Linked DNA regions of Mus musculus: region 1 is linked to region 2. A link is a contact called in public promoter capture Hi-C data. All regions are on one chromosome and are shown on one strand. The core of a region is the stretch at or near the end of the contact, and the rest is flanking DNA. Distances in the headings are between cores, read along the strand shown.

Region 1 (3,127 bases), core at 173-2,672, 93 kb after region 2:
GGGCTTGCTGGCAAATGCCGTGTGGAGCTCAGCTTTTGTTAGTCTGCTGAACAATGTTATTGGTTATAATTGGGGCAATTATGAGCTGCTGGAGGAAGCTAAACACAGATGTTTAAGCCCAGGCTTGGGGTATTCAAGTCCAAAGCAGCATGCTTTAAATAGCCCCCTTTTCCGAATCATCCTGCCTTACTTGAAATCCCCCCACCCCCGAACTTCTCCAAGTTCAAAAGGAGATGGGGGAGAGAAGGGGATGAGTAGAGAAGGGAGGGGAAAGAAATACACAAAGAGAGGAGGAGGAGGAGGAGGAGGAGGAGGAGGAGGAGGAGGAGGAGGCTGAGAGAAAGCAGTGCTAGTTCAGATTCCCTGACCTGGGAGAGTTCCATGCAATCTGGGCAGAGACCTTTTAGGTGGGACAGACGAGCAGTGGGGAGAAAGATGTCAAGGAAGAGAGGATACCTGGGAACAACCCAGGATCCAGAGGACCAAGGTCATGCCTTTAAAAAAACGACCACGAAAATCACCCTGCCGGCTACTGACTGCATTCAGCCATGGACTCAGGTGAAGCTCAGCCTTTGGATCTGTCTTTCCCCACATTATTGACAATTTCCATTAAGGTGTAAGAGAACCAGAATGACATCAGATTCAATGACACCAGACGACAGTTTGCACAAAGGGCAGGAAGCCACAGAACAAAAATCCGACATAAGGTGTGCTCCAGGGGCTTCCCAGGGCTCCTCTGAATGGCAAGCCCCCTCCCAGTGTCCACCCTCTCGCCCGCAGCCACCTCTTCCATGTGTATCCGTCACCCAGTAGCGGCCACAACTGGGGAAGCAAAACTTTTCCTCATTTCCAAGTTCAGCTTTCTTTCGCATTTCTCTTTGAGACTAGCCAGCCCTCAGCCCTCCCCCTTCTCCACCATCGGAACACTGAGAAGATGAATGAAGCCACAATCTCACAAGAGGCCAGCAAGCAGCCACAGTGGACAAAAGACAGGGGTGGAGGAGCTGCCCAGACTGCCCTGCTCTCCGGAGAGGCTCTGGGCAGATACTGTCGACCGGCTGGTTGCTGGGGCCACATGCATTGCCTACCTGACGCTGTCCGTTTCAGGGTTCTCTCAGATGTGAGGCTTGTTCCTCTGTGTCAGCCACACCAGCATATATATCCTCCCCCCACGCACAGCCCTCCCCTTCCCTGCCTACCTCGATGATGACACATGCCTACGCTGACCCCCTTCATCAACCAAACAGCCCAACTACAATCCTGCCTGCCTGGCCCCCTCCCCTGCTCCGCGTTCAGACTTGTGACATGCCAGCCTCCCATCAACGCAGCCTCTAGCCTGTTTTCACCTGGACTCCCGATCAGCTAGGATCCCTCAGCTGCCTCTCCGGCTGCTTTCAGAGCCACTGTGAGGATGGCCAGCCTAGGGAGAGCTGGCAAGTCACTCAGAAAAACAGACTCCTGGTGACAAGGGATAAGGCAGACCCCAAAACCTGGAGTCTTCTCCAATAACCTCTCCGCCTGAGGAGTGAGGATCAGGCAGCACACAGGAGGGAGGGGGAACTCACGCCCAGCTCCCACTGGCTCAGCTGAGACCCCTCCTAATGTCCTGGCCCCATTGGGGTGGCAAGGGCTAGGCCACACCGGGGTGATTCTGGAAGCATTTTCCACAGGTGCTCACAGCGCGGCACAGTATAGATCAGAGCACAAGCTCGGCAGGGGCTTTGAGACTGCAGCTTTCTCCTTTGCAGCAGGTGCATGTCCGGTGGGCCTCAGGTTCCCTTCTGTAGAATGGGTGCACCAACTCCCAAGACGGGAGTGGAGCGATGAGATTCTGTTTGTGTTTGGGACGCAGAGGCCTTTATTAAATGCTAGTGCCACATTCTCTCCTATCTCACCATCTTTTTCCTGTAATCGGTGCTACCTGAAGTCTCACATTGGTATCTGGGAGGTTTCCAAGCTGCCGCTGCACCTTAGGATGTTGCAGGCTGCTGAAGATGCCCCAGCCCTTGTTGTGGAACCCAAATCTTCTTCTTAGCCCAGGCAGGGAGTGGCCTGCGGACAGGTGGCACCCAGGCAGCTGGAGTCCCAGTGCTCAGAGTGTACCCCATCTCTGAGGATCTCCCTTCCCTGCCCCTGGGAGAACTGCACCAGGACCCTGTTCTTCATTTTCCTAAGATTTGAAACATTCCAGAATGCAAGGCTTTCATCATCTGAGGAGAGCAAGCACCTGTTCAGGTGGCAAGTCTAGTTCTTGGTAGACTGGGGACTGGGCAGAGGAGGGTTCAGGGAAGCACCTGCCCTGGCTACTGATGGGTACAGAGTTTCTTTTAAGTGTGATGAAAGAGTTATTTAGAATGGTGAATTTTGTCCTTGTAGGAATTCTATCTCAACAAAAAGTGAACAGCAAACACTTGCCCAGGTTAAGAACAAGCCCTGAAAACGAAATTCCTACTCACACATGTTCCTAGTGAAAAGGCCCAGGGAACCAGCATGCCCACTTGGCACAGAGCTCTCTGAGGTCCACGTGGTCACTACGGTCAAAGCAGCCAGTACACGCTTTCTGCATGACATGGGGCGTGGAGAGATAGTTATGCACCCTGCTGGTCCTGGGTATGGAGCCTCATCTTGTACACGCTGTGGTAGCTCTTGCTGGGTGGCTGCCCAATATTTTCCATCCCTTGTTATTCTTTATAGAGCCATGTCTTTGATTTTACTTAAAGTGACAGTGTACTCAGCTAAAACCCTGTATTTTCCTAGCCTTTTGTGTAGCTCGAGTCACCAAAAGTCATGCTGCTGGTTTTTAGGTTTGGATTTTGAGGAAGGTCTTTTAAAGATCTCAACTCAGCTAACAGAGGCTTGTGTGTTCCCTCCCTCAAGCTTATCTCCTGGAGCACACGCGTGATGGCTGGAGTTCTAGCTGCTCTCTTGGATCTTGAGGCAACTTTGAGCTTGAAAGCTGTACAATGGCTACTTTTCTCATAGCTGGGAAGCAGACACACAACAAAAGCAACCTAAGGGAGAAAGGGTATGTGTGGGCTCACAGTTTGAGGGTGCAGTCTTTCATGGTGGGAAGTAATTGGGTGGAGTTTGATGCTGCCGGTCATATTGTGGCCACTGTCAGGGAGCT
Region 2 (2,933 bases), core at 112-2,611:
CTATCTTCAGTTCGGAGTTGTTCAGTATTTCTTTGTGGTTAGACCCAGGCTTCCTTCTTTGAGACTGAAGTGTCACAGTGTTTACACCACCATTTCTTACTGTGTCCTCCCAGGCAACACACAGAGTCCACTCATCTCAAGACCTGTGGTTTCCATGATTTGACTAAGATTGTGTCTGTCAGGTTTCTCCAGGGTAAAGTCACCCCCTGTCCCCACCCACCCACCCACCCACCAACCCACACAAACGAACAAGTAACTACTGAAATAATTTGAAAGGTGGTAGAGAGACTGGCCTTACTGGTACCTGTATATTTACAAAGCATCTTATAATTAAAAGAGCTCCGGGCTCTGTCTACTTTTTTGCTCAAAGAAGAAAGGAAAGGAAGGAGGAAGAGGGTGGAGAAAGGGGGAAGAGGAGGGAAGGCAGACATTTGAGGGATACATAGCTCAGTTCTAGCACATTGGCTTAATATATGTACAGCCATGGGATCCTAGCACTTGAGGCCATGCCTGAGGGCCTGCGTTCAACCCATTTTGTAGAAGAAAGTCAAGTCCCACAGCAGACCTCCACAGCAGGTGTTCAGGTTTGATGGCAAGAAGCCTTTTCCACTGAGGCAGCCCCTTTCTGTGGGCACAGGGGTACGCTGATGGACACACACACACACCTCTGCGGCCAGGAAAAGGGTTTTTATGAATCAGGGCAGAGTGAGCCTTGTCAATGCTTCAGGGACAGGTGAAGAAAGGACCTTTGACTCCAGAAATGAGGCACAATAGAGAGAACATTTGTCCCTCATACCCTGCTTTCACTAATACCCACTTGAAGGTGGAAAACATACTGGCAAGGCTGACTTGCTGGCTCAGAGACAGGTGGCAGCGCCCCAGCCTTGGAGGATTCTGGGATTGGGTCCATGTTGTGCGGTCTCCTGCAAAGAACTCAGGTTCTGAGCAAGAGGCCCTTGCCTTGCATTTTGCACAGAGGACCCTACAAGTTGCCCAGTCGGCCCAGGGTGAAGGCATAGTGTGGACTACTCTTGGTCTGGGAATGTTTCTTACTGGCGCTGAGAGGATAGCTCAGTGGGATGGCGCTGAATGTTCTAGCAAGAGCCGGTGATAGAAGTGAAGGATGGGTTCAAGGCCTTCAGAAGGAAGGTTTGGCCTTGGGCTGAAAACAGAGTGAAGATAGAAACTGGCCAGGCAAGGGGGGTGGGGTGAGGGGTGGGGCAGCCCAGGAAAAGCAAAGCACGGAAGGAAACCTGGCGTGGTGCCCAGCCCCAAGGCCGCCTTGGGCGATTGGGTTCTGGTGGCCTGGGTGTCCCTGGCGGTCCGCACAGTCGCCCGCCTGTGGGCACAGGGAGGCGCCACAGTCGTGGCAAGGCCGCCTCTGAGGCCCTGTGTTGGCCCGATGTCCCCCGGCAGGGCGGGCCCGGAGCAGCGTAGGGGCCTCCGTGGACCCGGGCACGTCCGCGCTGCGCGCCCGCCTCCGGCGCGCTAAGGCTAGCCTGGCAGGGAGGGGCCTCCAGGAGGCTCCGTTTGAGGTGATCATGATGGGGCGATCGTGTTGCAAGCTTGGCCGAAGCTTGAGGTGGGGGAGTAGGGGTTGGGGGGGGGGGTGCGAAGCCTGCCTCACATTGGCTGCAGCTCAATGCAGGACCTCACACTGCTGGCCTCGCGCTGCCGGGGGTCATCGACCCCAGCCAGTGGAAGTAGGAGAATCTTTGGTCCACTGTGTGCAGAGGAACGCTAGAGACTCGCGTGACCCCGCCTGCCTCCCCTGAATCCCACCACTTCTTCAACTGCAGCCCCAAAGGGTCTGTGTGCCTAAAGGTCTTAAGCAATTTAAGATGGGCCCTGGAAAAAAATTCTCCTGATTCAGTGAACTGGAAAGGAAGCAGGTTTGGGAACACTTTCAACCTTGACCACCACCTTAGAAAGTAATAGATAGCAGGGCGTGGTGGCGCACGCCTTTAAACCCAGCACTCGGGAGGCAGAGGCAGGTGGGCGGATTTCTGAGTTCGAGGCCAGCCTGGTCTACGAAGTGAGTTTCAGGACAGCCAGGGCTATACAGAGAAATCCTGTCTCGAAAAGCCAAAAAAAAAAAAAAAAAAAAGTAATGGCTTACCAGTATAAACTGGCAAACACGAAAATGTGTAAATAATTAGATTCCTCCCTAAATAAAGCACTCAGAATCCTACAGCCCCAAATCAAATTCTTCATATACTGGAATGTTTCATGTTTTGACATGTCTTGTTTTCTTTACAAGCCTGATAATTCTGCATAAATCATTTACTATCTTGCTTTTAAACTATTTTTGATTAATTTGTCAATGGAGGGGTGGCTTGTGCGGAGGTGATAGGTAACTTTCAGGAGTTGATCCCCTTTTAGCCAAGACTCAGCTTGATCAGGCTTGGGGGCAAGCACCTCTTCTAGCTGAGACATCTGGAGACCCTCCTCTCCCCTGACTTTGGAGTAATTCTCCTGCCTCAATTTTCTAAGTACTGGGCTCACAAGCACCAGCCAGTTCACACCTAGCTTTGCTTTTTTGTGCTTACCGCTCTCACATCTTCCATTTCTTTAAACACATCCTAAAATATGGGTAATGGTTCTATGCTAACATTGTGCAGAAAGACTCAGTGGATTTACTGTCCCTTGACTGCTTAGCTGTGTTGCTGTGGATACCAGGCTTTTTGTAGGTCCCAAACATTTCCTTCTTTGCCTCATTAAAAAAAAAGAAAGAAACAAAAAAGGAAAAACAAAAACAAACAAAAAAAAACATTTAAACTCCTGTGGTCTGACTACGGTGACCTTTGACCAGTTCTTATTTTTCAGTTTTCCAGACATTGTCTATTCTCCTTAAGCGTCAGAATTGTATCACTAAATCAGTACTTTGAAGAGCCCAAGAGGGAGACAGTATACAGTGTTTCCCCAGGGCCCCC

The links. Promoter capture Hi-C pulls out the DNA fragments that hold promoters and counts their contacts.
Region 1: a promoter capture Hi-C map of liver shows a contact between it and region 2, with 2.4 times the contacts expected there. The contact joins the promoter of Pnoc here to the enhancer-like site in region 2. A contact is called at or near these places in 8 of 39 promoter capture datasets (the 3T3-L1 cell line, HPC-7-derived erythroid cells, embryonic stem cells and 3 more), 3 of 15 datasets of contacts at CTCF or cohesin (the NIH/3T3 cell line, large pre-B cells and pro-B cells), 18 of 484 Hi-C or Micro-C datasets (the G1E-ER4 cell line, the HL-1 cell line, the N1E-115 cell line and 8 more), 3 of 115 datasets of contacts at active chromatin or transcription factors (bone marrow-derived macrophages and embryonic stem cells) and 3 of 9 other capture datasets (adipose tissue, embryonic stem cells and pancreatic islet).

What each region holds. Positions count from the first base shown.
Region 1 is chr14:65,424,050-65,427,176 of GRCm38.p6, forward strand. Pnoc (prepronociceptin) reads right to left here and starts at 1,423. Exons shown (of 4, transcript NM_010932.2): 1 at 1,089-1,423.
Region 2 is chr14:65,330,715-65,333,647 of GRCm38.p6, forward strand. No RefSeq gene overlaps it. Among named protein-coding and RNA genes, the nearest start is that of Zfp395, 26 kb to the right of the region's middle. Within about 2 kb of position 1,362, at least 185 of the 459 cell types and tissues checked have an H3K27ac peak or open chromatin away from gene starts, as enhancers often do. A contact at or near this core is called in the N1E-115 cell line, adipose tissue, bone marrow-derived macrophages and 7 more, where this site is marked.